Regions from separate parts of the Danio rerio genome. Here region 2 is linked to region 1. Evidence: chromatin contacts called from public Micro-C data. All regions are on one chromosome and are shown on one strand. Each heading gives the region's core, a stretch centred on a gene start, on an enhancer-like site or on the middle of the called end of the contact. The rest is flanking DNA. Distances are from core to core; before and after follow the strand shown.

Region 1 (7,629 bases), core at 2,861-5,360:
GTGTGCTTGTGTAAGTGTGCGTGTGAGTGTGTGTGTGTGTGAGTGTGTGCTTGTGTAAGTGTGCGTGTGAGTGTGAGTGTGTGTGTGTGTGTGTGTGTGTGTGTATGTGTGAGTGTGTGTAAGTGTGTGTGTGTGTGTGTGAGTGTGTGTGTGTGAGTGTGTGCTTGTGTAAGTGTGCGTGTGAGTGTGTGCTTGTGTAAGTGTGTGTGTGAGTGTGTGCTTGTGTGAGTGTATGTGTGTGTGTGTGTGTGTGTGTGTGTGTGTGTGATCTTGATCTCTGTAATGTTCTCTTCACTCTCTCCTGACTGTCTCCAGATCTGTGCGTTTCTCTCTCTCTGCAGACCTTTATCTTTCAGTGTCCCAGACAGGACAGGTAGACGCAGGTACTGCAGAACACACACGCCAGCACTGTCACACAGGTGTGTGTCTGAGGACCAGCATTCACCTGCACTACACACACACACACACACACACTGTTCTCAGATCAGCTGAGGGATGCTGGTCCTCAGGCTCACAGGCTAGAAAGAGCAGATGTGTGTGTGAGTATTGTGTACATCACTGTAGACAGCAGTAGAGCCCTAGCGTACACACACACACACACACACACATACTGTGGTAAGTAGTTCTCTCATCTGTCCTGTTCAGTGTGTGTCCCATCATGCATTGCTCCAGCTGAATACGCGGCAGGTAAACACTGACTGAACACTGTCTGCTCTGCTGTTAAACACACACACACACACACACACACACACACACGCTCACACGCTCAGAGTCTCTGTTGGACTGTTAGTCTGCGGTCGGTCAGTCGGTTGGTGTTTACCTGTGCAGTGTTTGTTGTCAGTGTGTGTGTGTGTGTGTGTGTGTGTGGATGTTGTGCGATCACACAAACCCTGCTGTGATGTAGACCCCCGCAGAGCCCTGAACACACACCGCCTGCAGCGCACACCTCAATCCACACACCGCATCTGTGCCTAATTGGATTTGATCAGTGGCCTAAGCTGGGTTAACACAGTGATCATTCAATGACGTGTGTGTGTGTGTGTGTGTGTGTGCGCGGTCTGCAGGGTTTGTGTTTCCTCTGTTTCTGCTTCTGTGTGTGCGTCTGCTGAATGCTGCATGTGCAGAGCTGTGAGTGTCTGTCTGAGTGTGTATGTGTGTTTAACCAAGTGTGTGTGTGTGTGCAGGCCGGGATTGCTGGAGCTCCAGCACGCGCCGTATCGGCCGTCAAGAACATGAACCTCCCAGAGATGCCCAAAAACATCAACATCGGGGACATCAGCATCAAAGTGCCAAACCTGCCGTCTTTTAAATAGTAAACACTGCGGTGTGTGTGTGTGTGTGTGTGTGTGTGTGTGTGTGTGTGTGTTTACTAGGCTGTGTGTTACTGCACAGATGACGAAGGCACTGTGTGATGACTGTAAATGAAGTATTTATTTGATTCTTCTGTCCCCTGTGTGTGTCTCACTCACTGCAGTGTTGGAGGTGTGTGTTTGTGTGTGTGTGTGTGTGTGTGTGTGTGTGTGTGTGTGTGTGTGTGCGTGCGTGTGTGCGTGAGGCGCTCTGAACATCATGCCTATCAAACATTCCAGACTGGAAAGCTCTCCCTGATGCTGTACGTGTGTGTCTGATGTAGCTGTATGTACTGAAGGTATATTTATATATGGTTTGTCCTCTTTCTTACGCCGGCCGCTTCGCTTTGGTTTTTAAGTGCCGCATGTTTTTCCTTTTGCAGCAGAATAAAGTATCAAATTATTTTCTTCTCCAAGTCTGTCGTCTGCTGTTTGATCAATATCTACAAACTCCGAAATCAGGAAGCATCTTGTAGACGAGCAGAAATACAGTGCTGTGTTCAGAAATACTGAGTGAAGAGAACGTCCATTAAACAAGCAGAATAACCTGACCATGAGGAGAATAACCTGACCATGAGGAGAATAACCTGACCATGAGGAGAATAATCTGACCATGAGGAGAATAATCTGACCATGAGGAGAATAATCTGACCATGAGGAGAATAACCTGACCATGAGGAGCAGAATAACCTGACCATGAGGAGAATAACCTGACCATGAGGAGAATAACCTGACCATGAGGAGAATAATCTGACCATGAGGAGAATTATCTGACCATGAGGAGAATAATCTGACCATGAGGAGAATTATCTGACCATGAGGAGAATAATCTGACCATGAGGAGCAGAATAACCTGACCATGAGGAGAATAACCTGACCATGAGGAGAATAACCTGACCATGAGGAGAATAATCTGACCATGAGGAGAATAATCTGACCATGAGGAGCAGAATAATCTAGCTCTTCTGTTAGACATGATTAATTAGACTCTGTTAGACATATTTTTAATTAAAGTCATCAGAATATTGAATATAATTTCCTTTCTTTATTAAAACATCATTGTTGATTAGTAATATAGATGGCCATGAGAGCAGCGTGGCCAGAGTTTCTGTACATTTAGATTTAGAACTCTACTAGTTTTATCTTGATCAAATGTTGTGCTGATATTACCAACTATACATTAATAAAAGCTTATTCAGTTTCCAAATGACACACACTCACTGGCCACTTTATTAGGTACACCTGACAAATACCAGGTCGGACCCCTTTTTGGTGTCAGAGATTCAGCAAGCTGCTGGAAATATTCCTCAGAGATTTTGCTCCATGTTGTCATGATAGCATCACACAGTTGCTGCAGATTTGTCGGCTGCACATCCATGATGTCAATCTCCCGTTCCACCACATCCCAAAGCTGCTCTATTGGATTGAGCTCTGGTGACTGTGGAGGCCATTTGAGTACAGTGAACTCATCGTCATGTTCAAGACACCAGTCTGAGATGATTGAGCTTTATGACATGCTGCGTTATCCTGCTGGAAGTAGCCATCAGAAGATGGAGACACTGTGCTCATAAAGGGATGGACATGGTCAGCAGCAATACTCAGGTAGGCTGTGGCGTTGATGCTCAATTGGTACTAATGGACCCAAAGAAAATCTCCCCCACACCATTACACCACCACCACCAGCCTGAACCGCTGATACAAGGCAGGATGATCCATGCTTTCATGTTGTCTGAGCCGAGCATCTGAATGTGTGAGCAGAAATGGAGACTCATCAGAGCAGCAACGTTTCTCCAATCTTCTATTGTCCAGTTTTGGTGAGTCTGTGTGAATTGTAGCCTCAGTTTCCTGTTCTTAGCTGACAGGAGCGGCACCCGGTGTGCTCTTCTGCTGCTGTAGCCCATCCGCCTCAAGGTTGGCCGTGTTGTGTGTTCAGAGATGCTCTTCTGGAGAGCTCGGTTGTGACGAGTGCTTATTTGAGTTACTGTTGCCTTTCTATCAGCTGGAACCAGTCTGGCCATTCTCCTCTGACCTCTGGCCTCTTCAACAAGGCATTTGCGCCCACTGAAATACTCAGAGCAGCCCGTCTGGCAGCAACAGCCATGCATGCCCTGTTGGAAGTCTCTTAAATCCCCTTTCTTCCCCATTCTGATGCTCACTCTGACCTGCAGCAGATCCTCTTGACCATGTCTACATGCCTAAATGCAGTGAGCTGCTGCCATGTGATTGGCTGATTACAAATTTGCGTTAACAGATGGAGAGGTGTACCTAATAAAGTGGCTGGTGAGTGTAGATCTCGATAGCCAATACTCTATTCTTATGTCTGAAGTGTAAATAGTGCTGTTACTCTAACACAGACCTCTCTTCACTTATATCAGGAATAGTAGCAGTGCAGGTTTTATATCCCTCATGTGCATGAAAGCTCAGTTAACTCTGTTATCTAGTTGAGTCCTGAGGCGGAACATACAGACAAACAAACGACTCTTTATCGAATAATAGCTTAATGTGGCGGTGTTCCAGTACAGTAGTTTATCCAGTGATACAGCACACTTGTGTACTCCTCCTCCTGTTTTCTGTCTGAATGAGGTGAACTCCGCTCGGTTTTCCCGCTGCCAGCTTCAGCGCGCCAAAAATAGGCAGGAAATGCGATGGCCATGGGAACTATTTGCTCGTCAAGTTCTATAATCTGTTTATTTTTTCGTATTTTAACATTTGCGTCGCACATATTTACCGTTATTACGCTGTACGGAGGGCGGGGCGACGTGCTGGCGTCACGCGTCATATGACTGAGCGGTAGGAAGTGACTGTTTCTGGACACGAAAATAAAACAAACGGACCTACCGAAGAGAAGATGAGCTCCATAATCCCGGAAACACCGAGGTAAAGTGCGCTGACAGTGTGTGTGTGTGTGCTGATGGGGAGACTGAGGCACAGTCAAACACGCCACCTCAATAACATCTGTCAATAATCAATAATCACAGCTCTAGTCATCATCAGCTCGTGTGTGTGTGTGTGTGTGTGTGTGTGTGTGTGTGTGTGTGTGTTCTGCAGCATTAAAGCAGCCGTCACTCACATCAACTCCATCGACAACAGCAAATTCTCCAGATTACTGACCCGCATCCTGCAGAAGCTCCATCTCAAGGTGTGTGTGTGTGATAGTTGTGTATAATGTTTGTGTGTGTGTGTGTGTGTGTGTGTGTGTGATAGTTGTGTATAATGTTTGTGTGTGTGTGTGTGTGTGTGTGTGTGAGAGAGTGATAGTTGTGTATAATGTTTGTGTGTGTGTGTGTGTGATAGTTGTGTATTATGTTTGTGTGTGTGTGTGTGTGTGAGAGAGTGAGTGATATTTGTGTTTAATGTGTGTGTGTGTGTGTGTGTGTGTGAGTGAGTGAGTGAGTGATATTTGTGTGTAGTGTGTGTGTGTGTGTGTGTGTGTGTGTGTGATTGAGTGATATTTGTGTATAATGTGTGTGTGTGTGTGTGTGTGTGTGAGTGAGATATTTGTGTATAATATATGTGTGTATAATGTGTGTGTGTGTGTAATATTTGTGTGTGTGTGTGATAGTTGTGTATTATGTTTGTGTGTGTGTGTGTGTGTGTGTGAGAGAGTGAGTGATATTTGTGTTTAATGTGTGTGTGTGTGTGTGTGTGTGATTGAGTGATATTTGTGTATAATGTGTGTGTGTGTGTGTGTGTGTGTGTGTGTGTGAGTGAGATATTTGTGTATAATATATGTGTGTATAATGTGTGTGTGTGTGTAATATTTGTGTGTGTGTGTAATATTTGTGTGTAAAATGCGTGTGTGATGTTTGTGTGTATAATGTGTGTGTTTGTAAGTGTGAAATATTTGTGTATATTATAATATTTGTGTGTATAATGTGTGTGATATTAGTGTGTATAATGTGTGTGTGTGTGTGTGTGTGTGTGTGTGTGTGTGTGTGCGCAGGAGCGCTCCTTCAGTCAGGAGGAGGAGGAGAAGCTTCAGTCTGCTCTGTCTCTGGAGCGTCACACACTGCAACTGCTGCTGGAAACTGTCTCCTTCATCCTGGAGCAGGTGTGTGTGTGTGTGTGTGTGTGTGTGTGTGTGTGTGTGTGTGTGATCATCTGCTGCAGATCATCAGTTATTATAGAGCGCAGACTTGGGTTTAATCAATAATTCTTCCAGAACTTTGAGTCTTTCCTCTGTTAAACAACAAAAGAAGATATTTTGAAGAATGTTGAAGACCGGTAACCACTGACTTCTACAGTAGGAAAAACATAAGCAAGTCAATGGTCACCGGTGTCCAACATTCCTCAAAATATCTTCTTTTGTTGTTCAAGCAGACAGAAACTAAGTGAGGAGCGAGTAGATGATGGAAGATGGCTGTTAGTGTGAGCGGCCCCTGAGCAGGAGGAGTGTGTGTGTGTGTGTGTGTGTGTGTGTGTGTGTGTGTGTGTGTGTGTGTCCTGCTGTAATGCTGTGATGCTGTCTGCAGGCGGCGTATCATAATGTGAAGCCGGCGTCACTCCGACAGCAGCTGGAGAACATCTGCATCTCGCCGCAGAAAGCAGAGGTGTTCAGCCAGATGTGGGCCGCCGACGCTGCAGACCTGCTGGAGAAGATCAGACTGGGGATATTCGCCCCCATGAAGGTGAACACACACACACACACACACACACACACACACACACACACTAGGGCTGGACAATAATTCGATATCAATATATATCGTGATAGAATTGTTTTCAATAACGGTGATGTGAGTTCTGGTATTTCGACATTTGCGTGTCTGTATTTTATTATATCTATAAGATCTTCTACATTGTGCCATATGTCACTGAGTGACGGTCAGTGCTCAGCCGTCAGAAAGAGCGTGATGTACGTCATCACACAAGTGACATCACAGACACGCTACCGGCGCTCAGCACAGCAGTTGGTCAGCTCTGTCGCAGAAAGTGTGCCCTGAATACAGAAGTGAATGAGCAAGCTTGCAGAAGTAAGAATGCAGACGAATTAGTTTCTGACAGGGGAAAGAGCAGTGCAGTGGTGTGGAACTGGTTCGGCTTTTTAATTTTCGATAAACGTATAGTTTCGGTGCTCTGCAAAATGTGCGGGAGAGATGCCGACCAGCAGCGGGAACACATCAAACCTGTTCCCCCTGAGAGAACTTACTGAGAGCCAGAAGATGAGGCATCCTGAAGGTTTAAGCCGTCCACCTTCCCAACAGCGAAATCAGCAGAGTCAGAAAAGAAGGATATGAACAGATGGCTAGAGGCGCCGTGTAGGATTTAAATCAAACTTCGCTTATCAATATACACCCATATAAACCTATTCTGCCCAATGTTCAAAACACGTATGAAACGTGCGCATATACATATACACTAGATGCATACTGCATACACACACACATACACACGCACATACATAACTCGATCTGTGCATAAACGGCCAAATTAACACACACACACACACACACACACACACACAAGCTCGCTACATGCTGGTTTACAGCACTCGCGCAAACTTACAACATGAAATTTCACAGACAGATTTATCAGGAATCTGGTGATTATAATCTGATTATATTATTATTATAATCTGATGAAATAGAGAGAATGAGATTAGTAGAGGTATTAAATCTGTCAAATAATGAGAATGTGTTGTATAAAATAATATAAAACATTAGTCTATATGAATAGACTATATAATATATAAGAAATATTTTATGTTAAACCTTTTAATTGGGTAATTTCACACAAATATGAATAGTCAGATCGAACACTTAAAGGGGGTTTCTCTTTTCTTTGGCAGATATGAATATAGCCTGTACTCTCTTAGATTTTTTTTATTATTATAATTATTAATCTTTTTCTATGTTTTTTTACAATGTGAATGTCATAATTGTAAGATTTCTGTATTATTTTGATTAAATATTCAGCATATACACAAAAAAACACTGATAAAAGTTTCTGTTCACGTTGGTCAAGCTAACCTTCATGAACTGTCTATGTATTATTTCTATAAGTAAATGAGCCGAGTCTGAGAGTTTTAGTTATTTACTAGTTTATTTCACGTCTTGCTTGTAAAGGCTAATACAAATAAAAAGTGAACATCATTGTTCTGTATTGTTTTTATTTAAAAAACAAAAAGTTTCACTTTGCATATTCAGTTTGCAGAGATTTGCAGGTACAGTCATCTATTGTGTGCGCTCTGGGTCATTTTTCCCTCTGTTTTTAATATTCTCCATATCGATATCGGCATTTCATCATATTAACCGAAATTAAGAAATATATCATGATATAA
Region 2 (7,500 bases), core at 1,326-3,825, 150 kb after region 1:
CCGCCTGTAGGACACACTCCCTCTGTCCTCATGCAGCAGACGCTGTGTTAAATCTCTCACATCTACATGTTGGTTTCTGTGTGTGTTTATATAGCTGCTATCTTCATTTATACACTCCGTTTCTGCATCCGGTTTATATACACAATCAACAGCAGCTGCGCTAACTATCTTCTCTATTCTCTATTTCCACATGGGGATGCTCATCCAGAGGCCTCCAGAGATTCTGCAGGACCATTGATGCGATTAAAGACCTGTGAAGAGAGGATCCCGAAGTCTCCATAATCCTGGACCAGGCCGTATCCTGAGCTGCTGCTGTGGTGGTCATGGAGGAGTGGAGAGCATGAGACTGATTCCTGTAAGACCTCAGTGACAGACGAGTCTCCACATTGATCCTGAAGGGCCGGCCTGAACACCTGCCGGTGACCTCTCCCACCTGCAGCTTCTTCACAATGGACGTCCAGTGTTCTCCAGGCTCTGGCACCTAGACTGCAGCTCTGCACAAGACGTTTGGCCAGAGGAGAAATGGTTGTGCCCAACTGAGCCCAGTAGTATCTGGATGCAGCCTTTATGATGCAAGCTGAGATTGCATCACTCAGCCCATTAAAAAGCATTGGATGCAGCTCAGATTGCACTGCACCAAGTCTGCAGCCAGACCCCTCTCACTGATGCCTAGTTCACACTAGAGGATTTTAAGCCTGATTTGAGCCCGATGTGGAAGTTAACGAGCTCGCCGACAGATCGGGCTGTGATCGGGAAGAAATCTGCGGGTGCTCGGCGCTCGCCGCTCTTTATGTGTGAACTACTGAACAACGCATCAATGAGGCTCGCTGACGCGTCGCCGACACCTCGCAGACGGAAATCCAACATTCAGCATGCTGAATATTCCAGAGCAGTCGGCCGACTCAACCCCACGTGTGGTCAGATGTAGTGACGAGCTGCAGCCAATGAGAGAGCAGATCAGCATGAGCTGAATGCCTGTGTGTTCAGGAGCTCAGCAGAAACATCTGTGATTGGTCAGAATGGGCATCGCTGCACTCGCTTCATTCTGCGTTAGCACAGACATGAGAGGAGGATATATTAACAGTGGACCTATAATTCTGTAACTATTAGAATTACCATACTGCTCATTCTGACCGTTCTCATATAAAACGCCATACTGTCACAACATATTTACATTCAAAGCTATTATTGAGATATTAAAATTAAGCTTTGAATGTCTGGCATCATATTTAATGACACCGTTACCCTAAAAATATCATCTTTTTTGCTAATACAGCCTATAAATATGTAGTTAAGATACTAGAACACTTAAAGGTCTTGGCTTTCATTTTCACTTTCAAACAGGAGCTATTTCACAGCACAGAATCTGCTGTTTTTAAAGATATCTGAAGCAAATTGATGTTTTTGCCATCAGAAGGTTTTGTTTATGTTAGCAGGAAGTTGCTAGGCAAAAAAATGCACACATATTTAAAGTCACAGTGAAAAGTATCAGACATGCATGCAGTCATTTTGACCAGTATGGTAATTTAAGGCAGAAATGCTCAGTTCTTTACTGTTTTGTAATAAAAATAATAATAACAATGTCAGAAAGAAATACACTGATAGTTAGAAAATGGCAGGGTGTTATAAATATGTTAGTTTTATTTCAAAGAGTTATAAAATTACAAAAATTAAAAACTCTCTGTGTATCTCTCCACTGGAACCTGCAGATGAGTGATTAATGCGCTGATAAATCAGCTGATTTGACGATGTTTTTAAATGCTTTCTCCAAAGCTTGAAATGCTGTCAGTGATGTCATCAGCACACAAGCAGCCAATAGTGTTCAGCTTTTTCTGCTGACTCCTCCCTCAACATTTCATTGGCTGTGGTTTGGTAGCTTGAATGAGCTGATGGGGAATGAGTTGTTGTCAGATCATGTAGTGTGTGACCCCCCTCTTGTGGATCATTCACAGAGTGTTGCGTAGTGTGAACACCACAGAGATCAAAAGACACAAAGTCAAGTCATGTAGTGTGAACGGCACAGCGATCTGCTGATGTTTAAAATCCTGTAGTGTGAACTAGGCTTAAGCCTGGTCTCTCTCCTTCACTTTGGTCAACTGGTGAAGTTTGTTCCTCCACTTTCTCCACTGGTCTGCTTGGTTTGGGTCTTGTGGATCTGTTGGATGGATCTGCTCTTCAGTGTTTGGACTCTCAGCGGTGAAGATTAAAGCACACTGCACTGAACAGAACTGAACTTCAGCTCTGAACACTGGACTGACACAGCTTCAGTTTACTAGAACTTCAGTGTTCAGCTGCTGCCACAATCTACTGTAGAGGCGCTGGAGGAACACTGAGGAGCTGAACTGAATGTGTGATAAACTCTGCTCTATGAGTTAATAAAGTCCTCATTCAGATCAGTGTTGATCCAGCTCACGTCACTGAACACACATTAACTCAAAACACGACTAAACTCATTCCCTCTGCTGCGCGCTGAACAGATTTATAACGCGGTAAATGTTCAAGCTGCTGTTGAAGTAAATAATGAGGCATGTGACTCCGCGCGCAGCGTAACCCTCAGAAAGAAACTACATTTCCCAGAATACAGCGCGCGCTCTACTTCCTCAGCCGCAGCGCAGAGTCTCCGCACTCAAACAGCACCAAACCACTGTGTGTGTCCTAATTATCTCTCACAATGAGAGAAACACACTCCATATTTCAGCTCGGGAATAAATGAAGCCCGTTTCTAAGGTAAGGCGCGCCGCTGCGCTGACTGTTTCTCTTGCTGATGTTCGGCTGCTGTCATGCTAACGCTACGTGGCTAATAACGTCCACAGTTCCTCAGAAACCTCATTAGTCGCGCGTTAATCGAGTGGTTAATGAGTTAAATCGCTGACACGCTCCAGGACTGTGGCTTTAGGCTGTTTTTTGTGGATCGTCATAAAATGCTGTGGTTAAAGCTGTCAGTGTTCATGATGTTAGCAGTGCTAGCGGATCTGAGCGGGATCTCTGACTGGATACTTTCACAGAGTCATAAAGCTCTGTTTATTAAGCACACACGGATCAGTAAAGTTCACGTGTACATCTGCTACTGGATGAAAAGCGAGGAACATGAGTGATTTAAACGTTTAATATACAGTGAAGCAGCGTCATTTATGATGGACATCACGTGACTGACTGACACATTGCCGAATGACTGAGTGTGTGTGTGTGAGTGTGTGTGTGACGGACATCACTGAATATCACTAAATATCTGACTGACATCACTAAATAACCGACTTGACATCGCTGTATGACTGACACATCACTGACTGCATGACTTTCCGACTGACTGACACGTCACTGAATGTCAGCTGTCCTCTAGCTGTTGTAAATAAGACTCATTTCTTATTTCTATTGATATAAGAGCCTCTTTCTGGGGTTGTTCCTACTATGGCTGTGTGATAATGTGGAAAAACGCAATATCTTGCTAAATAATGCAATATTCAATATGTGATTTAATATATTACAAAGATAACCAACATATGTTTGATGGTATTTAGTGGAGAAGAAAGTCAAGGTCAGCTCTATTGTCAAATCTGCCACATGCACAGACACACTAGGCATGGGCCGGTATATGATTCTGATGGTATAACCTTGGGTAAAAATATCCAGGTATTGTGATCACCGCTCTAAAATAGATTCTTTTTAAAAGTCTGGGGTAAAATACAAAATGTTTTTCCCCTTTGAAAACAATATATTTTATTTTTTTAAAACATTTATGATGTTTTGGAGCAGTAAACATGTCAGTCTGAATAATCCAAATGAATGGTTGACTTCTGTCGTCTTCTTTAGTTTAAAAATACTGATTTCTTTACAATTTAAAAGGGCATCTTTTGATATTTTTTCCGCTGGAGATCCTGCTGTTCTAAAAAGCAACAACAACAAAAAGTTAATAAAAATAGTACACATACTTTAAGAACGGTATAACAGAACATTGTGGCGGTTCACTATACAGAAACACAGAGAGTTAAAATGAAGTTACTCTAAAAGTAGACACAAACATCACCTATATGTAAATAAATGGCATGCTTACTATGTTTACACTATATATAATAACTTGTATATAATTGTAACTATAACTTAATCTGATTGTAATGCAATTATATACACCTGTCGTAAAGCTGATTTGAAACAATAATTGTAAAAAGCACTATACAAATAAACTTGAATTGCTTTAAATCAGACCCTTGGTGCATAAAGATACAAGAAGATTGTTAATATATAATAAATGCAAGTAAAAAATCAAGAGAAAAAATACAAAATGATATCAAAATAGTAAAATACTACATTGTAAAACCCAATAAGTTAAGGTAACTCAAACCATTTAAGGAAACTGATAGCAGCAAACCATTTAAGCTCAAAAACTAATCCTAATGAGTACTGTGAACTTACTACATTTGAGTAAACTGAGCAATTTGAGCACAGTAATTTATCATTTACATGATAAATGAAGAGAACTCAAACCAACTGAGTACTGTAAAACCCAATAGGTTAAGGCAACACAAACCGTTTGAGGAAACCGATTGCAGCAAACGATTTGAGTTGAAAAACTAATCTCTATGAGTACTGTGAACTTACTCCATTTAAGTTGAATTAAGTGTTTAATTAAGTCATTACCTTCAACACTGAGTTCAAAACTCTTCAGATGAGTAGAATTAACTTTCAGTCAATTTTGAGTTAACTACACTCATTTCGTTTGATAAAGTTGACTGTTGGGTTGTACAGTGTATACTATATAGACTACTATATACTATAAAGGAAAGAACAGCCATGTTTTACTTTTGCATAAGGCAAACCAGATATTTTTACAATGTAAACAAACATTTTTTCAAATAAAAGTAATGATTGTCACCACAAGCTGTGCGATGACGTTCTTTCTTCGATATATATTACGATACGAAGTATAATTCCACCAGATTAAATGAAGAGGTCTATTAGGAAAGAATTCATAAGTTTAGATACAGTAAGATGATTTTGTACGCAATTGCGTCTACAAAACAATATAATAATCCAATCATAAACATTGCTAAATACAGCAGAGCGTTGATGCTGTTCAAATAAAATGCACAGTGCTTTATGATTATCTGGAGGTCTTGCAATATTCAGATACACAAATTTAATAATCCAAGGTAAAATAGCACTGTAGTAGCGCTGGATAAAATATCTTTTCAGCATTGATATCTCAATGTGTGTGTCCGCAATACTTGCATCGCAGGATCTGTAATGTTGTGCACCACAGTCCAGAATACCAGAGTTGTGGAGTAACTGCAAAGTTTAACCAAAACAGAGGGAAAGTTGATTATTTACATGTGTTTAAAAGGCATTTCAAAAGAGTTTAAAGCATTCAGGCACAAAAAAAAGTATTTGTAGCTTTAATAATTTTTCATCCATGATTCACTGCCCTACAAAATGCCCACAGTCAGTCCAGATTCCAGATTTCTCTCCAAAATAGCGCTATTAAAACAACTGGTCAAATTGTATTCATGTCGCAATATATATCGCAGATAAACAAAGTAGTGCAATGTCAAATATTTGCAGCCCTAGTGTATAGTCTTCCTCGTGTGTGTGTGTGTGTGTGTGTGTGTGTGTGTGTGTGTGTGTGTGTATAAATAAATAATTAAATACAATCAATCTTTCTTAAAATTAGAAATGTAATTTCTCATGTCTGAATAATTAAAAATCAAACTTAAATGATAAAGATTTTGGTAACTTTAATGTTTTTAAGCGTGCTCCTGGTCGATTATAATGAAGATTTGACATTGCAGATCCTGTGTTGTGACTGTTGCTGATGCACGCATTGCGATATTGATGCTGCAGCTATATATTGTGCAGCCGCAGTCACCACCACTCTGCTCCAGTATAGTTATATCAACCTGAAAGCATTTGAGTTTACATGATCAGTTTACTTCTTTGCTGTCTTATTGCATTCGTCACCGGTTGTGATCGCTTGCTCATGAATGTTTCATCATTCATGCTGAAGTTGCCACAGATATTTGGATGGATAAACTGGCGTGTCCACTCTTCTGGCTAATTATGTTGCCTGAGGCCTGTTGCACAAAACCAGTTAAACAAACTCTGGGTTGCAGAGTAAGCTTTGGGTCGACCAAACCAAACTAATCCAACAGGTTAAGAACAAGTTAAGGGGTTTCACAAAAATCTGTGTTTAACCCTGTCATGTGTGCCATGCAGAAAACAGCCAATCCTGGGTTTCGCGTGTAAGTGTGGAAATCCTAAAAACTGCTTGAGTTTTAATCTAGTGTTTAAGGTTTGAAAAGTGCTTCAATTTTAGATAAAGTGCTTGAAATTGTATGTGCCTACATAATAACTTATATTGGTAATAAGGATAAACTAATATAAATATCTTTAATTTAAAATAAATATGTTTATGCCTCAAATTTAAACTGCCGGCTGATTTTTTCATCTGCAAGATATAAGCATGGAGATAACTGTTTCATGAGTGAACAATATATATATAAATGAAATATAAATTTAAGATCAAAGATTAGCTATTCAAGATGGGGGTAAATGACATTTAAGACAGTAAATTACAGTAACTCAGTGTTCAGCTTGGGGCAAACATGCATCAAAATGTTGTTTTTTTAGAATACTCCATAACATTTTCATTAAGAAGAATGTATGTCTGTAATTATGTAATTTGTCGGATTTGTAAAGTGCTTTAAAAAGTTCTTAAATTTGACTAAAAGTATATGAACCCAGCCAATCAAATGACGCATGACTGCAGCAATCAGCCAATCACATGAGTTAGAGTCATTTCCCACTAGCGAGTCAGCACAATTCACTTCTCTGTTCAAGATTAGGAGATATCATTATGAGAAATATCATGCATGTAAAGACACTTTTCTCACAGCTCACTGGATCAAAGCTGAACTTACCTGCATAAAAACCCCCAGACCAGCTTTGTGTAACAGGCCTCTTGCAGACAGTGTGCTACAGGCAGGCACCCAATGATGCTTTTGTATTAATTTAGTCATTTATTGCAAACCATTGCGATATGTTCATAAATGAGTACACACTCTCTTAAAAATGAACATAAATTGTCATTAGAAACAGTAATATTGGGAACATTAAACAAAACTGATTTATTAAACAGTTATTTTCGTCACAATTTAATATTTAGATTTTTCCTGTTGAGTAAAATTGTATGTAATATTTTTCATGATCATTTTTGTGTGTACTAATTTTGAGACTGTGGTCTATTTTTGATAGATTAACTCCTGTTTTGTCTTTGGTTATGATTACTCTAATATTCAGTATATGCACAAATATATTATTTGTATAGCTGTGTCATAGAGACATGGGGGTTGGTTCATTTGACTTAGACAGCCAACCACATTCAAGTTCACTCTGTAACCTCGCCCATAGCAACAAAACAGAGTACCCTAGCAACCGTTCATCAACAGCTATATCTCAGTATCAGAACATCGTAGAGACTTGGGGATTGGCTCGTTTGACGCATTCTGT

The links. Hi-C and Micro-C count contacts between places; a contact is called where the count stands out from the background.
Region 2: a contact with region 1 is called in a Micro-C map of caudal fin, with 4 times the contacts expected there. The contact joins the promoter of dmxl1 here to the promoter of commd10 in region 1. A contact is called at or near these places in 9 of 18 Hi-C or Micro-C datasets (caudal fin, embryo, fibroblasts and 2 more) and 4 of 4 datasets of contacts at active chromatin or transcription factors (caudal fin, embryo, gastrula embryo and 1 more).

The regions. Positions count from the first base shown.
Region 1 is chr8:141,864-149,492 of GRCz12tu, forward strand. commd10 (COMM domain containing 10) reads left to right here and starts at 4,111. Exons shown (of 7, transcript NM_001017895.1): 1 at 4,111-4,226; 2 at 4,398-4,488; 3 at 5,293-5,400; 4 at 5,822-5,977. The coding sequence starts at 4,198. It overlaps ap3s1 (adaptor related protein complex 3 subunit sigma 1), which reads left to right. Exons shown (of 6, transcript NM_001005964.1): 6 at 1,185-1,765. The coding sequence ends at 1,313.
Region 2 is chr8:295,001-302,500 of GRCz12tu, forward strand. dmxl1 (Dmx like 1) reads left to right here and starts at 2,576. Exons shown (of 24, transcript XR_012383989.1): 1 at 2,576-2,727.